2 separate regions of the Rattus norvegicus genome follow, and region 1 is linked to region 2. The links are chromatin contacts, called in public Hi-C maps. All regions are on one chromosome and are shown on one strand. Each heading gives the region's core, a stretch centred on a gene start, on an enhancer-like site or on the middle of the called end of the contact. The rest is flanking DNA. Distances are from core to core; before and after follow the strand shown. Region 1 holds the start of Setbp1 (SET binding protein 1). Region 2 overlaps Slc14a2 (solute carrier family 14 member 2).

Region 1 (5,708 bases), core at 2,268-4,767, 660 kb before region 2:
CAATAGATTCCAGGTATAATTTTATCCAGTGAAGGCAGGGAAAGGGAAAGTAGACTGAAAAGTCTTGGGTAGAGAGATAGGGAAATAAGGGTATAAAATAAGTGGCATGTTTCTCAGAGCAGGAGGCTCATTGATAGGTAGGGTGATTGATGGTGAAGGTGATTGACAGGCAGGGTGATTGACAAGCAGGGTGATTGACAGGGAGGGTGATTGACAGGATGATTGACAGGTAGGATGATTGACAGGGAGGGTGATTATTTCATTCAAGGATCTTCACATGTTTTCTGTTACACTCAGTTGACATCTTTTTTCCCTATAACCTTAGCTCACTGGGGTTATGATCCTCAGGGCAAAGGCAAACAAACCTTTCTCATCCTGTGTTTGAGTTTTTTTTTTTTTAAGTGAATTTTTCTTTGTCTAGCATTATCCTCAGAAGACTTCTGGGTTCTCCTTTTCTCAAAGCAGAATGCGAGGCCTAAGTCTAAAACCAAGTCTCCTTGATGACTGGATGAGTGAGTTTTCCATTCTGTCACAGAACAGGCTTCCCACTTCTATATTTCCAGAATTGTCCCTTAACCTTAAGTACAGCACAGCCAGTCCTCCACTGAGGCACCTATGACCCCCTTACCCCCTTCAGTTGGATGTATTCTCCATTACTGTGGCCTAACTCAAGACGAGTTCTATTCACACACTCCCCACAGTACGGAGACATGTCACGTGGCATGGGAAAGTGTTAATGCTGAGAGCATTTGAAGCTGAACCCCTTCAAGATGGAGAAAATCAAGGTGGATCCCAAGTCACAAGAGTCTACCAACTAATTCTCTCTAAAATCAGAAGTATTCCATAAAAGCATGCTGGCTCACCTTGCTGACGATAAGAATAACTCTTGTATTTGGACCTGGGAAGGGTAGCAATTGATTCTGAGCACTGCATTATACTGTGTGAGCTCAACCAAAGGAGGAACAGACGGAGTAGCCTTATTCCTTCCTACCTGTGAAGACGGTGGGAGCTGTTCTTTCAATTTTGAACTAGATTTCAAATTTACACATATGAAATAAGTTCCCAAGTGCTGTGGGATGCGATCATCCCATATGTCCTTGCATCATTCCCACATAGACTCTTGGGTAAGGGCTACCTCAGTGTGACTGTTTTCTAGGATGAGTACCCAGGTGCCCAGAGCATAAACAACAGCCCAGGTGACTACATGGTGGTGTCAGAGGGAGAGAGAGCCTCACTTACGTTTTCTAACAAGGTCCATGCAAGGTAAAACTCAGTCCTCATGAATTTTACATTTTGTTGAGAAGATACATGAGAGAGAGAGAGAAAGAGAGAGAGAGAGAGAGAGAGAGAGAGAGAGAGGTGTTCAACAGAAGAGAAGAAATATGTATGTTAAATGCACAAAAACAGTAAGTTTGCAGCAGTGTTAAAGAGACATGACCCCTGCTCGTCTCTTCTGCATCTGTGTACTGTACGCCCTGTAAGGATCTCATCTCTGGTCTGCCTGTACTGAGTTGTGCAGAGGAATTAATGAGCCAATGGTTCCCTCTCAGCTGTGCAGTCTATGAGAGGGTTGGTGCTGTGGCCCGCCTGCACCTCTAGCTGCATCCATGGTTTCAGCGCCTCCTCTACACTACACAGTAGCTTATTGACCACACGATGCTGAAAATTAAGATGTGTAAGTGTAAAAGGCACATGCCTTGTGCGTTCTCATCTGCTGCTCGATCACCCTCTCTCAATCCTGCACATCACTGTTTGCCCGTTGACTGCTCCGTCGGCCTGAGACTTGCTCCCCTAGGCTTTAGTGCGGAGGCCATCCAAAGGTGACCTATTACGGAAGTAGATGAGGGGAGGTGTCAGGACATTCAGCTAGTATTTGGGGAAAGTTCTATGAGAACAAGAGCTCGACAACCCAGGAAAGTGGTTCGGTTTCAATGACTCCTCCATTATTCCATTTGCATAGCATTATTTTCATAAGGTGATACACCAGCATAAATTAAAACGTGTGAAGAGACTGTGAAAGTTTCTCTACATAGATAAGACAAAGGAAGAATGTCCCTTCTTGCCTTCTTCCCTTCTTTCTCTTCTCATAACTAAAGACAGGCTTTTAAGAAACCCTCAGTGAGAAGACAAGGGACATAGGGTCCATTCGTGACTTTAATTCTACGGCTTGGGCTAGTCTACCGTTTCCTCAACATTGTGCTGACGGAAGTCCACTAGGTATTCTCCCAGGTGAACACCATCTCTGCACTCATTTATACTTAACGAGCTATTGTAGTGGATTTTGGAAGAAGGAACAGGTTTCTTCTATTTGCTTTCAAAGCGAGGAGTCACGGGATGGAAAAGAAGACCCTGTACACAAACCAGGAAGCGTGCTCCCCTCCCCCTTCTGATTATGACATCTGCCAGCCATATAGGGTGGGAAAGCCATTCCTATTTCTGAGTGGCCTTCTCCTTTGAGAAGGGACGGGAAACCTACTGGATGCTACTACTGACTTAGATTCTGTTCTGTTTAGGTCTAGGATTCAGAAGTCTGGGAGCACAAGCTCACGGCCATTTGATCCAAAGTACGTTTGGTTTTGACCTTGCTTCTGTGCCTTGGTTTCTGTCTCCTTTAGCAGTCTATCCACCCTACTCTTTTTTTTTTATAATTAAAGATTATAAAAAAATAATTAATAATAACGTCCCAATATGAACGAAGATAAAAGACCTGTTGAAATGCTACCCTGAAGTCTTTCAGTGACAGCTTTGGGAAAAGTTCGTGTCCAAACAGAGCCGTTCTCTGAGAAGTAGACCACGGTGAAACCAATTTGATTCACTTTGGAAACTCCAGGTAAAAGGGTAGCCTGAGCGTAGTTCTGTGGTAGCATTCATACTATCAACTAACGCAGGACCGTAGTAGCTGGTAGGCTTGGTGAAAGGAAGCCCTCTTGCTCACCTCTGGGTCATTCCATTCGTCAGTCCAAACGACCCCAAACTCTTAGAAAACATGAGATCCAGGAACCCTCTCAAAACTCCCATTTTACTGGAGGTTTAAAAGAGATCCATTGTAGGTGCCCCCCAAAACCATCACATTCACCTCATTTTGTCACAGGGCATCGATAGAAACCTGAGGGGTTTCATTGCTCAGTTGTCCTGGAAAGACCCTTGTAACCCAAATACAGATTCTCAGAGGGATTTGAAACAGCGCCGTATTTTATTTTATTTTATTTTATTTTGTCAGAAAGGAAGACGTTGCTCTCATGTTGTTCACTTCTGCCACCCTGTATGTCAATGTGCATTTGTCATCCCTGTCTGGTCCTTGCCTTCATCAAGGGTCCGGTTCTACTGAATAATGAGAGATGCTGGTGAACGTCTGAATGCAAACAAGTAGCTTAACAAAAAATATAAATCTCTGGAAGTGAAATGTAATTACCAGGTTTAAAAAAAAAAAAAAAAAGAGCACCCATTTAGGAGAGCCTATCACGTCTCGCGTCTCTTCACGCAGCTAGCTCCCCCCAACACTGCTCCTGTTGTGTCAGATAGTGGCAGTGTTGAGCCCGGGAACCGGCGCCCAGCCCGCGGCGGTCCCCGCGGCCGCACAGTCTCCGCGGCAGACTCCGACTCGCTGGAGCTACTGGGCCGCGAGGGCACTGGGGAGCGGGAGGGGCTCCGGAGCGGCGAGGGGTCCCCGATCCGCGTCCCCGAACTGTTTTCCTTTCCCCTCCGGCAAGAACCCAGATCCCTTCAATTGACCGAAATCTACCCAGGGGGGCGGTGGAGGGACAGAGAGGTCGTCGGCCGCTCACTGGCTGCGCCTCCTTGGGCTCCGGCTGGGGAGCGGCCCGGGCTCGCGGGGCGAGCAGTGTGGGCTCTCGCGCCCCCTCCGAGAGAGATCGCGGGGTGGCAGTCCCCGTCGGCTCCGCCGCGCGGCCGCTTCAATCCTCCCCCTCCCCCGCGCACGCCCTCCCCCTTCCTTTCAGTAGGACTCCGGGACTCCGGAGAGGGCGCGGGAGGCAGGCACACGGGCCCGACCCCACTCCAGCGCTCGCCGGGGACGCGGGCGGGCGGCGAGGGGACGCGGAGGGGGCGCGGGGCGGGCGCGGCCATAGAGCGGCGGCGGCGGCGGCGGCGGCGGCAGTAGCGACCGCGGGCGGACCAGCGGCGGCAGGGCCGGCGGGCGCCGGGAACCGAACTGCACAGCTCAGCAAAAGCGCCCCAGCCCTCGGCGCGCCGCCTCCTGCGAGCCCAGCCGGGCAACATTTTGTAACCCTCCAATCCATCCTTTGGAGAAAAGGGAAAAAATAGCATTGAACGGAGAGATGGGGAAATCTAAATAATATATATGTACATATGCATATTTATGTATATGTACATATATGTATATTATATTTGGTTCCTGCTAAAATTAGCCGGGCTCGCCGCGCGCCTGTGTGCGAGTGTGTGCGAGTGTGTGTGCGTGCGGGCGGGCGTGTGTGTGAATGTGATTACTCCAGGACTCCTCGGGCTCCGGAGACGCCATTTTCCCCCTTGATATCTCTCTCCGTAAATCGGTGGCGCGGCGGAGGCGGCCGCGGCAGGCGGGAAGCGCGGGGCTGGCCGGGGCGCTCGCCGCCGCCTGCGCGCCCGGGGGCCCCGGCGCCCCCCGAGCGAGGGCGGCCCGCCCCGCGCGTCGCCGTTTGACAGATGCTCGTCGCTATGGAGTTGCCGCAGCAGCACCTTTGGGGGCTCGGACGAGCGACCGGAGGCGGAATCTGAGCGAGCGCCCGGGCCAGCGGAGCCGGAGCCGCCGGGACATGGGTGAGCGAGCGCGGCGACCTTGGCGCGGGAGCTGGGGCGCCTAGCCTCCCGCCGCGCCGCGGGCCCAGCGCGCCCGGGGCCGGGGGCGGTGTGTGCCATGCATGCAAAAGTTCACGTCGCCTTGCCGGGGCTTTGACTTTGCACTGGGCTGGAGTAGGGGTGGGGGGGACCCGGCCAAGGGGGCGGGATGCAGGTCCCCGCGAAGCTGCGCGGGGATGGGCGCGATTCCGCCGGCTGGTGGGTCGCCAGTGGTGCTGACTTAACTGGAGTAGCCCGTTGGTGGCGGTGATGGTGGTAGCATGGGGCTTGGAGGGCTGGGAGCTTATTGAGTTTCGGCTAATCTGATCCCCTCCCCACCCCCTCCTTCTACACCCTCCCTTGGTCCTGCTGCCGGCTGCCTGGGCTGGCGGGTTTGGCTTTGGTGAAGTGGACTGGGGAAAGGGAGGGGGTAGGGAAAGGGGTGGGGAGGCGGCAGGATATTTTTTCCCCTCTCTTTGTAACTTGCAGGTTAAGTGGAGCTAGAGAGCTACATTGTAACCTAGTTGGATTGGGAGGGGGGGTGTTAAATGTATCAGAATCTAACGTGTCGTTAATAGAAGAACAGGCGAGAAGTGGTCCAGCCAATGAAGGTTGGTGTGTGCTTGCGTTCTGGCCGTGTGTTAGTTTTTCTCTTAAAAAAAAAAAAATCGTAATCAGTGGATTTGAGTCTCTTTCTTGTGCTTTCTGGGCTGGGGATTGTGAAAAGGCAGGAATTCCCTTAAAAGCAGAGAATGCCCCTTTGAAAGCACGCATTGTGTGCGTTTGTACAGGAGCAGAGGGCTTGGGAATTAACGGCAGGCTTCCCTTTCGGTGGTTTCCAGTGGGAAATCACTCCGGAAAGGAAGCCCTTCAGTATGGATTTATTGTTTTTGTCTTTCGAACCATTATCTCTT
Region 2 (5,821 bases), core at 1,853-4,352:
CCGCTTCCCTTCCCTCCCCCTCTCTCCCCCCATCCTCCAGATGCTATCAGTTATCAATAGTTTCTCAGTTAGAAGCGAGCTTCTGAATCTGGGCACATGCACACCCCCACACTAAATCACTGACTAGCTTGATCTTGTGCAGGTCTTGTGCAGGCTACCATAGCTGCTGTTTTATAGATGAGAGACATTATCTCTGGGACAAGATACAATCTCAAAGTAGTTTAATTTGTTTTTATTCTTTTAAGGACTGCCCAAACATTTTATTAACCCATTTTTATTGACTTGTTTGTTTTCTTAATATTTAAATTCCTGAGTTCACTGCATATTCTTGGTTTGAAATGTCTGTGAGATGAATAGCTAACAAAGATTTTCCCCCAATTCTGTAGGCTTTCTCTTTAGTCTAACGCCATTTCCCGTGCTGTACAGAAGCTTTTAAACTTCGTCATGTGGCCTTTGTCAATTGTTTCCTAAGGGCTAAAGACCTATTCAGAAAGCCCTCCTCACCTCTGCCTATATCTGGAAAGGTTTTCCTAATTTTCTTTTAACAGTCTCAGGGTTTTCAGGAATTGCACTAAGTCTCTGATGCACTTGGAGTTGATTTCTGGGCTGGGTAAAAGAAGGGAGTCTAGTTTCCTTCTTCTACAAATAGAGACTCAACTTTCCCAACAGTACAACTGGTACAAGCATGAACCCAGAGAGATCAATAGAACGCAGTAAGAGATTCAGATATGAACCTACATAGCTCCGATTACCTGAATTTTGACAACAATGCCAAAAATGTAGATGCTAGAGAAAAGACAGCTTTCTTAGTTTACTCCGTTATACTAAGTACTTGGCAACTAGTATTTAGTTCAAATTTTCTAGTCACATCGCAAATGTTTTACAGTCAGTCACATGTGAGGAGACTGGCAGAAGACCTCCAGACTTCACTTCTGAAACCAATGCATCATATTCTAGAATCTGTTTTATTCAAAAGTGCAACAACTCACTAGGCCAACTTCTCCCTAAGAAGAGGCTTCGCCCCTGTGTTCACCCATGCCATAGTGTCCAGACTTGGTTATGTAGGAAGCATGCAGTCCATGAAGACGTTTTGCTTGACCACTTCTTGCCCACCCTAAAGAGGGACATCTTTTCCCTCGTCTTTTCCTAAGTTCATCTTCTTCAGCCTACTGTACCTTCATGGGATGTGATATCACATTAGGAGTTTTTAGGCTGTTTTTTTCTTTTGTCAAGAGCATAAGATTTTATCCATTTCATATAAGCTTCAGTTTGCGCCCCCAGAAGTTCAACTTCCTCTTTTTCTTCACAGCAAGCAGTTCCTACAACCATCCTTCATTTCCCCTCTTAAAAACCCATCCATCATCTCCACACTCCCTCTGGAGCCAACTTCAGACTCTTCTCAGATTTAGAGGCTTAAGTGGAGCACCAGTGTCTGATAGAGAACCCTGGGGCCACTATATCAGATGCTCCCATTTCGACACACCTATAGATCTCAGGCTTGTGTTTATAAAGGGCCCTGAGAAAAAATGGCCTTTGGTCAAAGTATTAAGTGTCTCAGGAAGAGTATAGTACAGTGGGTAAGAGCTCAGGCTCTGGGATCAGACAACCATGATGGAATACCAGATCAGCATGGGAAAGGTATGTAAATCCTCATTGCTTCCACAGCTGTGAGGTGGAGTGAGACAAATCAAAGTCAATTTCCTTAGAAAGTGCTGACTCGTAGAGGCAGTCAGTGTCACGAGGCTATTAACATTGGGGTGTTTCAGTTGTGACCTTCCATTACAGGGTCCAACCAGAGAAAATACTGAGCCCCTGCCTCACTGTGGTTTGTGTCCTACAGGAGATGATTTCTTTTATGCATTAGACACCTGATCTCATGCTAATTTCCAAACCTTTTGGTTGTTGTCCTCTTGTAGTCCTAACCCTGGCATCCTTCTCCTCCTCCACTTTCCCATATTCTCAGCTGACCTTCCCCTGCCTCCTTGAGAGCCCAAGTACAGGCCTTCACAGAGAGCTCCACAAACATCTGCTGAAAGAGGGTCTTGTCTTCATGCTGCCCAAAGTCGCTCTCAGGCAGTTTGCAAATAAACAATCTCTCTCCTGGAAGAAAGAACAAATAGTTCATAATTGGCAATCTGCATAATGAGTAATGCATCTATGCAAATATAACATTTGCAATAATCTATTAATATCTCAGCTGTGATGTCTGTGGTCCACCACTTCTGGCTAAGGGGCCAGAGCCAAATATTTTTTTTTTTTTAATTCCTCTTGAGGTGAGAAGAGAGAATGAAGAGCCGCCGTTTCCTTGGGGCTCTAATTAGCGATCTAGAGACCACTAGAGTTGGAAGGGCTTTCAAGGGCTCTTCAAGCCTTCCACCCATGCTCCAAACTCTTACCCAAAGGAGGCAGAAATATTGAGAAGACCCCTGAGATTATTCACTGTGAGAGTCAAACCCAAGGTAAAAATTTCAGCTGTGAACTCTGACACTTGGCTCCTCCCTGAGATGCTAGAATGTCTCTCCTGCTGCTGCGGCTTTTGCTGCTGTAAACCATCCTCTCAGATGGAATTATCTCTAGCTTCCCCCACATTCCACCCCTTTGGATCTAACTCCTTTCGCTGATCTGGACCTCTGATCAAAGACCCAGCCCTAGGTCTATAAGACAAGAGGAAAATAAGGTTCAAGCCCAAAGCATCTGATCAGCATAGCCTTCTGTGAGTTAGCCTGAAGGTCACACACTGGGTTGGGATGAGACCCTTCCTCTGAAACTAGTCTACACACACACAGAGAGAGAGAGAGAGAGAGAGAGAGAGAGAGAGAGAGAGAGAGAGACAGACAGACAGACAGACAGACAGACAGACAGAGACAGAGAGACAGAGACAGACAGATAGACAGAGAGAGAGAAGAGAGATTTAAAGATTCACACTTACCAAGCAATTCCTGTTACTGCTACTGAACTATCTATCAGTGTCAAGGGGGCTTCAGAGCAGGGTCTGTACACAGCCTATAAGTGCACTTTCCTAATCTCCCCCCTCTCTTTCCTTTCTCTCTGACAGACCCTAAGCAACCTCTCCACCTCATCCTGTTCCCTTTCCCTAAAGGCAGCAAGAGCCTCATCATCACCCAAAATATCTAGCAAGCAGCAGCTCTTGCCCTACTGCACAAGCTTCACGAGTGACAGCAAGGACTTGGGTGGTTGGAGCCATCCTCTGGAGGGGATGCTTACGAGGCAGCAATTGGTGTTTCTTTCAGGGCCAAAGAGATGCTGACATTTTGTTAGACACAAGCGGGCTTCTGAGTCACGTGAGCTCCTGACTTCTCAGAGCATCTGCTCCTGCCCCGCCCTGCACGCACCGCCACCTACATTGTGCAGTTTGCATCTCACCAAGCTGTTTGTGTCCCTTTTGAAGTCTCCGCAGTGGATATTTCTGTCTTTTTGAGGTCCTGAGATCCTCGTAGTGTCTGCCCTGGATAAATGCTTTTTCAAATATTTAGCAAATGATAGTATTAAAATGTCCTAGATCTCTCACGACTTCAATTTCTGCACTCAAAATTTCTCTGTTCTGCCTCCGGCGGTATTGAGGACCACCTAGGTACTCAGGTTCCACCAAATCTTGCTGAGAGTTAAAGAATGTAGCCCTAGTTGGTAGAGCAAAAGGACTTCAGAAAAAGAGGGAGCATTGCTCACTGGAGCGTTTTAAGAAGGCGCTCAGTGGCGATGATATGAGAGGAGGTGAGGCAAAACACAGCTTTAGTGCGAGGATGATAGCCTGTTTGAGAAGGACAGAGATCCTTATGCTACAGATCCTTGATCTCCAAGTGTTGATAAAAGACCCTGACAGCAAGACTTCTAGCTTCACTCTTGTTCATAGGTTCAGCCTACACACACACACACACACACTACCCACTTCCAAAACAGCTCCTTGTCTCTCCTGTCTTACTAAAGCACGTCAACCTGTTATCCTCTCAGATATGCTTAGCTTTTTTTTTAAGCATGAGGTTCTAGGATCAAAGTCCTATTTTACCAGCTGAGAAACTGCCCCCAACCGGATGCTTTCCTGTTCTTGTATAGCATTGCCTTCTACCCACATGTCTTGTAAATCCCCGGTTACCTTACATTTAACACACTAGCTTTCAACAGCAAGTACATAACCTCTCAGTTTGAAATCCTAATGACACCAAAAACTTTGTATCTGAAGCCGAGCCCTTTTGATTTTCTCTCTACCCAGCTCATGCCGTCCTCTTTCCATTGGCCGTTACCTCATTTATTCCAAAGCCTAAGCCTCATGGATTCTCCTTCCTCGAAATGTCAAATCCATCCATGTCGCCTGTCTACCTCGTAGTTAGATATTCTCTACTTCCTAGACACCTGACTTGTTCTCTTACTTCTAACACATCTCATTCTGGGAAACACCTTTTCTATGTGCTGGCTAAATATATCCATCTTCTCTGGTGAGCACCTTTCATGATCCCTGATTATCCATTAAACTTGATACCTTGCTCTGGGCATGCAACCTTCTGTTTTCTCAGTTTTCCACCATTCCTTGAAACTACTCCGTCTCCCAATTGTGTGGATCTCTGCTGTGTCTCAAAGAAACCTCATGCCCTCTAATTTCTGTGCCTTGTTTATATGTCCTCCTAGAAGACCCTACCGCTCACATCCCCTGTAAACATGTACACAACCTCTAACAGGTCCATGAAGTTGCGTTTCCATCTTGAATTCAGAAGTAAGCCCAATCCCTGTCTCCATCTTTCTCCCCTAGGGCACTTGGATATTTTACTTTAAATATGGTTATTTATCTGTAGGACTTTAGGTTGCTAAGGCTAGAGGCTAGGTCTCATCTACCTCTGAATTCTCTGGAGTATTTAGCACAGTGCCTTAAAGGTTTCTATCAAGAAATGAACTGAACTAAACTCAATTGAATTACTGGGAAGAGATCTGAAGGCTACCTCTTTTATTCCCAGCCTCTAGAGTAAAACATTTAGAGAACTGCCTCTTGAGAAGGACCTACGAGCTATTACAGAACTATTAACATTTAGAATTGGAGTTGAGTGGTCATCCCTTACCTCTTGTGGAAACGGACTTCAAAATCCTCTAGAAATGATTTGTATAGCTCAGATAAAATAATAAGAGACTGAGTGATCCAGCAGACAGTATGTACTACGAGGTATAAATTGTCCTGAATTCTGATTTATTTCTCTATATGGCATCTTATTAGTGGACTGATGTGTTACTTATGCTTGTGACAAGTTAAAAGTAGATTATAATACCACTTTCCTCAGCTTTCAGATGCTGTTGGAATTCTATGAGGAGAAAGTCTATGTCTGTTTGATTTGCCATTTTTTTACAGAGTCCAGAGCATATACATCATATTTTCCACATGCACTTTTGCCAAGTGAATCTGAAAAATATCCTACCTGCTTAGAAAGGTGATTAAATTGAAATTTAAAAAAGCAAATCATCATAAGTTTTAAAAACTGGAATATAATTGCACCCTTACAAACCCTTGAATTTTTCACCCCGTCCTTACTCTGACCCAGAGCCTACCTCAGTACCCCAAAGAGTCAAGGTGGACATGTTAGAAACAAAGCAGCCACATGATTTTCTACATGGATCTATTCTCCTGTGTTTTCCACAAAATATCCTCCAGGTTATACTTAAATTCTCTGAGGAATGAGAGCTTACTGCCATAAACACAGTCAGGCAGTTTTCCACATTAAAAAGACAGTTCCTAAATTGAGCCCAAAGTTGGCTTCTTATAAATTCCACCCACTGGTCTTAATTCTGTCTCTAAAGCAAAGTAGTGAAGGTCTATTTTCTC

What was found. A called contact is a pair of places that touch in the nucleus more often than the background predicts.
Region 1: a contact with region 2 is called in a Hi-C map of frontal cortex, with 2.1 times the contacts expected there. The contact joins the promoter of Setbp1 here to the enhancer-like site in region 2. A contact is called at or near these places in 3 of 12 Hi-C or Micro-C datasets (the Rat2 cell line, Schwann cells and frontal cortex) and 1 of 1 datasets of contacts at active chromatin or transcription factors (oligodendrocytes).

The regions. Positions count from the first base shown.
Region 1 is chr18:74,825,264-74,830,971 of GRCr8, reverse strand. It overlaps Setbp1 (SET binding protein 1), which reads left to right and starts at 3,517. Exons shown (of 6, transcript NM_001427626.1): 1 at 3,517-4,776. It overlaps LOC120098177 (serine/arginine repetitive matrix protein 5-like), which reads right to left. Exons shown (of 5, transcript XM_039097295.1): 5 at 4,464-5,207. The coding sequence ends at 4,464.
Region 2 is chr18:74,163,357-74,169,177 of GRCr8, reverse strand. The region is part of intron 2 of Slc14a2 (solute carrier family 14 member 2); the gene reads left to right. It overlaps LOC102553338 (a long non-coding RNA gene), which reads right to left. Exons shown (of 4, transcript XR_361514.5): 4 at 217-2,100. Among named protein-coding and RNA genes, the nearest start is that of Slc14a2, 150 kb to the left of the region's middle. Within about 2 kb of position 3,102, at least 3 of the 93 cell types and tissues checked have an H3K27ac peak or open chromatin away from gene starts, as enhancers often do.